Linked DNA regions of Mus musculus: region 1 is linked to region 2. Evidence: chromatin contacts called from public ChIA-PET data. All regions are on one chromosome and are shown on one strand. Each heading gives the region's core, a stretch centred on a gene start, on an enhancer-like site or on the middle of the called end of the contact. The rest is flanking DNA. Distances are from core to core; before and after follow the strand shown.

The links. ChIA-PET counts read pairs in DNA pulled down with a chosen protein or histone mark.
Region 1: a contact with region 2 is called in an RNA polymerase II ChIA-PET map of memory CD8 T cells, with 1,028 read pairs. The contact joins the promoter of AI467606 here to the promoter of Zfp768 in region 2. A contact is called at or near these places in 1 of 39 promoter capture datasets (neutrophils), 1 of 484 Hi-C or Micro-C datasets (embryonic stem cells) and 1 of 115 datasets of contacts at active chromatin or transcription factors (memory CD8 T cells).

Annotation. Positions count from the first base shown.
Region 1 is chr7:127,087,837-127,093,250 of GRCm38.p6, forward strand. It overlaps AI467606 (expressed sequence AI467606), which reads left to right and starts at 3,600. Exons shown (of 2, transcript NM_178901.3): 1 at 3,600-3,636; 2 at 4,333-5,414. The coding sequence starts at 4,419. The coding sequence ends at 5,096.
Region 2 is chr7:127,342,980-127,347,847 of GRCm38.p6, forward strand. Zfp768 (zinc finger protein 768) reads right to left here and starts at 2,335. Exons shown (of 2, transcript NM_146202.1): 1 at 2,170-2,335; 2 at 1-1,896. The coding sequence starts at 2,257. The coding sequence ends at 278.

The DNA of each region.
Region 1 (5,414 bases), core at 2,350-4,849, 250 kb before region 2:
TCAGTCAGGGGGGCTGAACCACACTTTTTAGGGCATGTGCCAAGTTTTGTCTCAGAGTCAATTTATCTGTGTCCTTGACCAGAAGCCACTATGTGCAGACAAGCAGGCCATCTTACAGCCACCAGGTCTAATTTTTTACAAATATGCCACAGGTCTTTCTAGGGCCCCAATCTCTGAGTCTATACGAAGGGCTGTTTATCTCTTTAATTTAGCAAAACCTGGAATCCACAGTCTGCAAAAGCCCACAGTGCCTAGGAGCTTTTTTAGCTTGTTTTGCACTGGTCGGTGGGGGAATATGAAACACAGTCTAGCTGCTTTGACAGGTAGGCCACCGGCCTCTTTTAAGGACTCAGCTTCTGTGTTAGCATCCCTTTTTATTACTTTTTTACTTTTAGCCACAAACAGGTGGAAGGGTTTGGTCATGGGGGTGGGGCTCCTCTTTTTTTTTTTTTTTGTTGGGGCAGTCTCTCACCTAGTGCCCATTTTTTTTTTTTTTTTTACGGTAAATACATTGATCTTTAGCCAAAAGTTTTCTTTTCTTTTGTTGCCAGGTACTTATCTAAGTTTTTCAGTTTTCCTGACTCTTGTGGCCAGTATTTTATTTTATTTTTTATCTCTTTTTAATTTCCTGGCTTCCTGTTTCTTACAGATCATTTTTAAGTGCTAGCATTATTAGCATGTGCCACATTGCTAGGTTCTAGTCTCTGTTATTTACCTCTTTTTGTTCCTGTTTCTTAACTGTAATGGAGATCTCATATAATGTTCTCTCTCTCTCTCTATATATATATATATATATATCTTTTGTTTCTCTTCCTTGTCTTTGTTTCCTTTGGATGCTATTTATCATATTTATATCCTGTCACTCATCTTCTCTCATAGTTTGCCTCTATCCTGGTTTATCTTTTTTTTTTCACTGCACATCTCTGATTCTGACTCTGGTCTCTGTCTTTGTCAGCCTCATGTTTGGTCAGATTGTTGGGGCACTTTCTAGTCTCACAAAAAAACGAGACCCCCTATCAGAGCCTGACAGTTAGACTCACAGGTGCTCTTTACTTTGGACAGAAGCCCCAAGTGGGCGGATGCCTCCCTCACTGGAGCTGGGAACAGACTTACAGCCAGCAGTTCAGGGCGGGGCGCCTGAGAAGAGAAAACTCTTGGGACAGAGAAGGGAGCGCAGCTCTCACAGCTGGCTGTACCTGTACCGGACCACTGATATCTTAAAATGAAAGCACTTTTTCTGTTAACAAGAGATGGGATGTAGGGGACAGGGGAATGAGAAGCTGCCAGGGAACCTGCTGTGCAGGCTACTGGGAGCGACAAACACTGGCAGGGAGGGGGAAAGGCTACAGAGGCTTCGACTTAACCACTTGACAGATGCCCGGTGCTTGCTGCACTGTCCGCCCGCCTGGCTCACGCCCCGGAAGTTCTTAGTCCGGCTCTGCAGGTGATCCCAGAACTCTTTTGAGCAGCCCAGGTCTCACGCTCCGGAGCAGGCCGGTCCTCGGGAAAACAGCGCTGAGTTGTTTTTTTCTTAACTATCACTGACAAATTCTGTCTCAACATCAGTCTAAGTCTACAGTCAGAGACAAAGGGTTGACACACACACAGTCTGTCCGGTAACAAAAACCACAACAGAAACAAGATAGCAACAGCGGGGGTGGGGGGGGTGGGGAGGGGTGGGGGGTACACGAGTATATCTAAGCACATTCATCCGCTCTTGGACTTGTATAACCAGCCAAACTCGACTTCCTCATGGGGTCGGATTCTGAGCAGGTGTACTGAGCAGGTGTACTGAGTAGGTGTACTGAGCAGGTGTACTGAGCAAGTGTACTGAGCAGGTGTACCGAGTAGGTGTACCGAGTAGATGTGCTGCCACAGCCCTATAACCCCAGCACCAGGAAGGTAGCCAGAAGACTGCCACAATTGGGAACCCACTGTAGTCTACGTAGAGCATTTTAAGCTAGAAATGATACATAGTGAAACCCTGTCTCAAAACAAATGAAAAACATGTATGTTGAAATGCTGGTGGTGAAGAATTGTGGCAAAATGCTTGCCTAGCATGAGCATGACCCATAAGCAAACAAACACCTCCGCCGCTGCCCCACCCCCCACCCTGGAAAAAAGAAAGAGAAGACAGAGGAGGGAACAAAGGCTGGGAGAAGGCTCAGTACAACACAACAGTGCTGATTGACAAACATGAGGGCCTGAGCTTAGACCTTAGCACACACTTCAAAACTATGGGCACCGCAAGCTCAGCTAAGTGCTCCTATTAGCTTAGCACTGGGGAAGGAAAGAGGGGGACAGGAGGAGAGGGGGAGAGGGTATAGGGGGAGAAGGGAGGAGGGGGACCGGGGGACAGGGAGAATGGGGAAGGGGAGAGGGAGAGGGAGTTCAGCAGTTAATTCGATGCTCTTGCAGAGCACCTAGGTTCAATTCCTAGCACTTACAAAGTGGCTCACAACTGTCTGTCAATCACTTCCAAGAGATCTGACATCCCCTTCTGGCCTCCTTGAACACGAGGCATGCTTGCGACCAAAATGCATACAGGTGAGCTAAACACACAAACACATAAAATAAAATAATAGGGTGGAAATCAATTAAGTAGACTCTGGTCTACACACACACACACACACACACACACACACGCAGACACTGCATGCACACCATGTAAAGGTATGATGGCCTAAACAACACCGGTAACAATTACTCTCATAGTGCTTACACCGTTAGGTATCAGAAGTAGTGGAGAGATGAGCCTGGGCACAGTGGCCTGGGACTGAAACCAACACTCAAAAGGCTTACGGGAGTGTGTATGTGTGTGTGTGGGGGGGGGGGGGGGATTCGGGGCCAACCTGGGCTACATCTTAAGTCCCTGTCTCAAACAAAACAAAAGTATGACACAGCTGGATGAAAAGGGTGCAGGGAGTAGACGGAAGGACAGGGACCCTCCAAGAAGCAGGCAGCAAGATACATCGCAGCGCTGTGGGAGCCCCTGAGCCGGTCTTTATAATCTTCCTCTCCCCTGGGTGAGCGAGCTGAGGTCTGGGCCTTGCCTGTAGGGTGAGAAGGTGAAGGCGCTGGGGTCTGGGCCTTGCCTGTAGGGTGAGAAGGTGAAGGCGCTGGGGTCTGGGCTTTGCCTGTTGGGTGAGATGGTGATCGCGCCTAGGCCTTGCCTATGGGGTGAGAAGGTGAAGGCGCTGGGGTCTGGGTCTTGCCTTTGGGGTGAGAAGGTGAAAGCGCTGGGGTCTGGGCCTTGCCTTTGGGGTGAGATGGTGAACGCGCTGGGGTCTGGGTCTTGCCTTTGGGGTGACAAGGTAAAGGCGCTGGGGTCTGGACCTTGCCTGTGGGGTGGGACTGACTGGAGCAAAGCAGCTGCTCATTCTGGCTCCACCTTACACAGGAAGTGGTTCTTCACCACACTGACCACATCCCCAGGTTGCCTTGGAAACACTCTGTGGGGGCAGGAAAAGTTGGGGCACAGTCGCCCAGCAACAGGTGGTAGCCTCCCTTCCGCCTTCTTCTGAGGCCAGCCCTCCAGGGCCTTTCAGATCGCTGCGCGCACACACACCCTCCCGGCATGCACTGGGAAGAAGGGCTCTGAAAACGGCGAAATCCAAGATTGAAGCAAGGTGACAGGTGAGGTGAGGGGTGCGGAAGCAACTGCAAATGGGGGACTGGTGGCAGAGATGTGGACAAATACCAACAAGGGAAGCAGACAGGCCAGTGATTGGGCAGAGCTGGGGAAGCTGGATAGGTGCCGGGCCACAGACCTGGTACAGCCAGATAGCACAACAGGGCCACCTCCAAGGAGAGCGGTTAGGTGGCTCAAAGAGTAGGTGCATATGGAAGGGAGGGGCCAGCAAGGGGTTTCTCTCTCATTCCAAGTCTCCTCACTTGAGACTGAGGCAAGACCTGAGAGCCCAGACCTTTGATCTGTCATCAGAGGTGGGGGGTGGGGCTGGAGGGGAAGTAAGGCCTGCGACTGTGCAGGGGAGCCTCAGCCAGCTCTGGCTTGTTCTCCGGCCTCTCCTGGTTTGCTCTTGACCTCTCTGGGACCCTTTGCTCCTCTCTAGTTTTGCCACCCATGCTCAATAAGCCAATTAGAAGAGCCGAATTAACAGTGGGTAGGGGTGGGGGTGGGAGCAGGAACGCAAGATGAGGGACAAAGAGATCCAGCACTCCCGACTCCCAATCTGTCTCTGAGGTTCTGAAGTAAAGTTACAGTTTAAAAAAAAGGCCAATGATGTGCAGTCCCAGTGACATGCAGTCTAAGCACTGTCTCATCCTGTGCCACGGTCAAGTTGTTAGAACCGTTGTTGAATCTCTTTCCAGGAAACGGGATATCCTCTGGTTGCTGTCCTTTCCTTCTCCCAGTGGAGACGTTCCTGACTGTTCTGAGTCCACACTGAGTCTCCCAGATGCCAGTGACGCCTCAGCAGCCCTCTGGGCACACGGAGGGGCTCCCTGAGCCTACAGCGGAGGCAGCAGTGTGGGTAGTAATCCCCTGTGGACCTTGTATTCCCATCATGCTGGGCCTGGCCTCTCTCACAGCCTTCTTCATCATAACTACTGCTGTACTGGCCGAACGCCTGTTCCGCCGCCCGCAACCAGACCCCAGCCAGCGTGCCCCCACCCTAGTCTGGCGCCCTGGAGGAGAACTGTGGATTGAGCCCACGAGCAGCGCCCGGGAGCGCTCTGAGGATTGGTACGGCTCCTCCATGCCTCTGCTGATGGACAGGGCTCCAGGTCCCCCAACACCCGGTGGCACCTTAGAGGGCAGAGCAACTGCTCCACCAGCCACTTCAGCCCCATACTCTTCCCTCAGTTCTCTAGTTCCTCAGACCCCACCAGAAGTCCCAGCCCAGAGCACCTTCTGGAGGCCTCAGACCCAAGAGGAGAGGCCCCATGACACAAGCCTGGTGAGCTGGGTTGGGTCTGAGCCCATGCCAGAGGCTGGCTTGCAGGTTGGGAGCCCCAGGCCTTGGAGGCCGAGGCAAGGGAGCCTGGAACCTGATTGGGGTCTCCAGCCTCGGGTCACCCTGGAGCAGATCTCAGCATTCTGGAAGAGGGAAGGCCGGACCAGCGTGGGCTTCTGAGTCTTCAGGACCTGTAAGACTAACTCCCACCTCAGAGGGACTACAGGGGTCAGCTCCAGCCTTAGGCCTGACCCTTGCGCTGGAAATTTTGTGTGGAAATTTCTGTCTTCTGCACCTGGCTGGTGGGCAGGCTAAGAGTGTGGACAGCCTGCACTCCAAGGCTTGCCTGAAGTTCAGCTTAGGTTAAAATGCCTAAGTCGTGACTCTGAGAATTGAAGGCAAGTCTAGCTGGCTACAGGCCAGAAGGCTTCAAGATGGCACGTCAGGGTACAAACTTACCTAAGACAGCCTATCCTGTATGGGATGCTGACCATCAGC
Region 2 (4,868 bases), core at 1,085-3,584:
CCTTGCCCTCCCCCCTCCCCATCTAGTACTTTGCCAGAACAGGGCCTCCCAGATAAAGAGCTCACTGCTGCTGAGGCAGACTTGCTCCTGGTGCCTGTCTGGCCTCCCTCCAACCCCTCCATAGCCCAACTCTCATACTTCTTGAGGGCATGTGACTTCCTGCACCCTGACCCATCTTCTAGAATATTTCGTCCTTCTATTCTCCACCAGCTTTTCCTCTATCCATAAATTCCTTGACCCCATCTCTTCTGCACACCACCTCCCCACCCGTGACTGGTTAACGGCGGCCGGCTGCGTGGGTCCGCTGGTGGCGGATGAGGTCGGAGCTCTGCGAGAAGGCCTTTCCACAGTCATCACACTTATAAGGTCGCTCCCCACTATGCACGCGATGGTGCTGTAGCAGCGTGGAGGAGCGACAGAAGCCCTTGCCACACACAGCGCAGCGGTACGGCCTCTCGCCTGTGTGGGAACGCTGGTGCTGAATGAGTGTAGAGGAGCGGTTGAAGGTCTTGCCACAATCGGGGCAGCTGTACGTGCGGCCTGGCAGGTGGGTGCGGGCATGGATGGCCAGAACTGAGCTCTGGCCGAAGCGCTTGCCGCACTCTGGGCACTTGAAGGGCTTTTCACGGGCGTGGCTGCGGGCGTGGGGGATAAGTGCTGACCGTTGGGAGAAGCTTTTGCCACAGATGCCACAGCTGAAAGGCCGTTGCCCAGTGTGCACCCTTTGGTGACTGCGCAGGGACGAGTTCTGGCTATAGCACTTGCCACACTCGGGGCAGCTGTAGGGCCTCTCGTGGCTGTGGGTGCGCTGGTGTCGCAGGAGGTAGGAGCTGTCGCCAAAGGCCTTCCCACAGTGTGGACATTTGTAGGGCTTCTGGCCAGAGTGGGTACGCTGGTGGCGGAGTAGGTAAGAGCTATCAGCGAAGGCCTTGCCGCACCTGGGACACTTGTAGGGCCGCTCGCCTGTATGCGTGCGCTGGTGTTTGATGAGGTCAGAGCTCTGGGAAAAGGCCTTGCTGCAAACCTCACATTTGTAAGGCTTCTCGCCGGTATGGATGCGCTGGTGCTGGATCAGGGTCGAGCCTCGTCCAAAGCTCTTCCCGCAGATGCCACAGATGTTAGGTCGAGGGCCTTGCCCACCCCTGGCCCGGCCACCCCTACGGCCTGGCCCACGCAGGGTTCCTGTCAGATTCAGTGGATTCTGGAGCATCTCAAACTGGGGTGCAGCCAGCAGAGCCCCCGAAGGCATGTCAAATGGAGGCAGCGCTCCTGTGGGCTGCTCCCCAAACCCTTGAGTAAAGGAATCCAGGGGGTGGACTCCTAGGGAGATGCTCAAGGGATTCTTTTCCTCGGGGCTCAGAGGCATCTCTGCACCTTCCTGGAATTTGGAACTTTGAGTTTCAAACTCAGGGCTATGGGTTTTGAACTCAGAATTCTGAACGCCATCTCCAGAGTTCTGCGGTTCATACCCGGGGCTCTGAGATTCATACCCTGGACTTTGAGATTCAAATTCGGGGCTCTTTGAACCGTACCCAGGGCTTTTGGGTTCATACCTAGGACTCCCAGGTTCACAGCCAGGGCTCCTGGGATGGCAGCCAGGGCTTCGGGGCTCATACTTAGGACTCTGGGATTCAAACTCCGGGCTCTGAGGATCTGATTCAGGACTTCTGGGTGCAAACTCAGGGCTTGGGGGCACAAACCCAGGGCTTCGGGATTCAAACCCTGGGCTTTCAGGCTCAAACCTGGGGCTCTGGGATTCAAATTCTGGGCTTTGTGGCTCAAACTCTGGGCTTTGGGGTTCAAGCCCAAAAGGTATTTCTTCAACTTCATAGTCCCCATTGCCTTCTCGCTGAGAAATTTCCCCTTCTTCATTCTCACTTGTGTTGCCTGCAGGATCTGAGAATTACAGAAAATCCAGATTGAATGGGGGTCTGGAAGGTCATTGGGTCCATTAATTGTCCCAAAATTCTCTTCCCACTCCCCAAGCAGGGTCATTGGCCCCTACAAGTGAGGTGACAAAATGTACCACCTCCCCTCTAAAGACCCGGGGCACTCAGTCTCCACCCTCCACCCCACTTCCAAGTGTTTAAGATTCCGGCCTTATTTCCCTCCCGCAGGCCACAGCCCAGTTTTCTGGCACACTCCTAAGAGGCGCGGTCCTTCCCTCACCTTTGAGAGACCCTTCGGGGCTGCCCACTGCGTTGGGACTGTGCACATCCCGGGACTCCAGGCCCCACGACGACGCCTCCCGCTCCATCCCTGCCAGTTCCCAGTGCGGCGGCGGTGGCGATGGCGGACGATCCTACGACCCAGTTCGAGTGCCTGGAGCCCCGAGCCCTCGCCACCCGCGCGTTCAGAGCCTCCGAGGAGACCGGGCGGCCTGGCTTCGGCCGCGAAGGCCGGACGTCTTGACCCTGGGCCTCTCCGGCCCCGCCCCTGTCCGCTGCCCCGCCCCCCTCCCAAGGTCCCCGATTGTCTCGTGGCCCTCACCGGCCCCCGCGCGTCGTGGCCTCGGAGGTGAGGGGCGAGGCGACTCCTCCGGCCGTCCCCCAGCCACAACTCCCAGCCCGAGACCCTCTAGTCTCGGCCCCTAGCCCCGGCCGGGCTACTGCGCCCCTGCCCCCTCCCCCCGCACAGGAAGTGTCCGTCCCTGGCCAGTTCCCCCCGCTGGCTCGCGCCGCGGCCTCTCTAGGAGCGGCTGGAGGTGGAAACTCGTTGGCATTAACCCTGGACTGGATCTCCCGGGCCTCGGGGGGTGGGGGCGACCCGACGCCCCGGAGCCGGCGGGAAGGGCAACAGCAGTTTGTGTGTCTGTATCGCGGGTCTCGGCCTAACCGGGGACCTGTCTGCAGGTTTCTCCGACCATGTGCTGGCTACTGAGTGTGGCCAAGGGCGAAGCGGCAAGTGAGACCAAGGTCAGCGAGAAGGAGCGACGCTTCCCGGCGCCAGCGGGGGAGGCGGCTAGCTCCTCGCCTCAGCCTCGGGGCACTCGGACTGGCACCGGGAACGCGGACGGACGCCCGTTTGACCGCACAACCAGGCTCTGGAGCCCAGAGCCTGCTAGCCCGCCGAGCTACGACAGTGACACCCGCGCCCACTCCCCCCTCCCTCGCCCTCCCCTCCCCCTCCGCGATGCGGGCTCGTTGCCAGAGAAACAGCTCCGCCTCCGCGCCGCGAGGCACCGCCCACTCCTCCCAGGATTGGTTGTTGGGGCCGGCTGTCTCTGCTTCACCGTGGTCCCGGGGTCACCGTGGGTCCGGGCCGTGTAGAGCAGAGGGCGTTCAGGCCATTCTAACAGGATGCCCGGAATGCCTGCGGGAGTGAGAGAGGGAGGCGCCGGGCGTCTCCTCGCGAGCTCGGCCTGCGCTTTGTAAACTTTCCCCTGAGCCGTTTGTCCTGTATTAGGAAGAATGGAAGCCTAGGGCTCTTAGGGTAGACACCCTTCCTCCTCTGCTTTTCTCCCTTCTCGTTTCTTCTGCTCTCAGGTTTTACAGGTGCTGAGGGGCCACTCCAGAGATACTAACATAGGACGACCTTTAATTTCTTCCCTTTCCAAATCTTGTGTTTGATTCCTCGTTTCTTGATTTTCTCACAAGCGTGCGGGACAGTTCGGAGAGTGACACTGAAGAGTTCCAGAAGGGAAGGGGGAGGGGGAAGGGGAGAGAAGAGAAGAGAAGAGAAGAGAAGAAAAGAGAGGAGAAAAGAGAGAAGAGAAGAAGAGAAGAGAAGAGAAGAGAAGAGAAGAGAAGAGAAGAGAAGAGAAGAGAAGAGAAGAGAAAGAAGAGAAGAGAAAGAAGGAAGGTGGGCCAAACAGGCCCTTTTATAGCAAGCCAGACCTACCTGGCTGTTGCTAGGTAACTGTTGGGCGGAGCGTAGAAGGAATACCTGCAGATAGCCCTGGCCCCGCCCAGTCTGCGGGCCCTGTTCAGCCTTTCTCCCTGTCTCCCTGTGCTCTGCACTCTTCCAGATGGCTTTGGCTGTTCTCTCTCTCCTATCGACAATTAGAAATAAGATAAAGACTTTCCCCTAACTCTCGCATGGAACAGTCGTGTCGTCAGTATCATCTAATCTAATCTAATCTAATCTAATCATTTTCTACTCTTCTACTGAAGCAAGTTTGGTAGTCTTGACAGCTAACGAGCCAATTCGCTGCGCTCAGCTTCCTGCATACTATAATCAAGGGTTTTCACAGCCAGCAAGTTTGAAGATTCTGAAGACTCTGCTAAGCCTTTTGGGTGTCAGATGTCCAGATCTAGTAGTGATGTGTCTGTCCAGGAATGGTCTCTCTTTACCTCAGACTGGCCTTGACTTCTCTATGAACTGAGGATCCTCTTGTCCCCGTCTCCAGAGGACTGGGACTATATGTATGTGACACCATGCTCGGCCTTGTGAGTATGAGGCAAAGACTCCATCAACTGAGCTACACCCCTAGCTGCCTCCTCCTCTTTCTCTCCTCCTCCTCCTCTTCCTCCTCTCCCCTCCCTTTTCCCTCCCCCTCTCCCGCCCTCTCCCCCTCCTCTTCCTCATCTTTCTGTCTTCTTCTGTTTCTCCTTTTCTTCATAACCAAGTTGAGAACAGTCAAGTTGGCAGCCACAGTGCCTCTCCCAAGCAGATTTGTATTCACTCCCCCGTTGTTGAACTAGAAAAAAAAAATGTCCTTCAATAGCAGACACATTCAGCCATGGGTCACAACACCCTGCTTTCTGGGAAAACTGCTTTTATGCCCCTAGTTCAGACTACATGAACTTCTGGTCTTCATCTGAAGCATCAGAGCAGCTTCAGCCCATTCAGTGAGTTTCTCATATCCAATGACTGGGACCGAGATGCTGGCTTCATGGAGTCTGCATGACAAAGGGGACAGTCTGCAT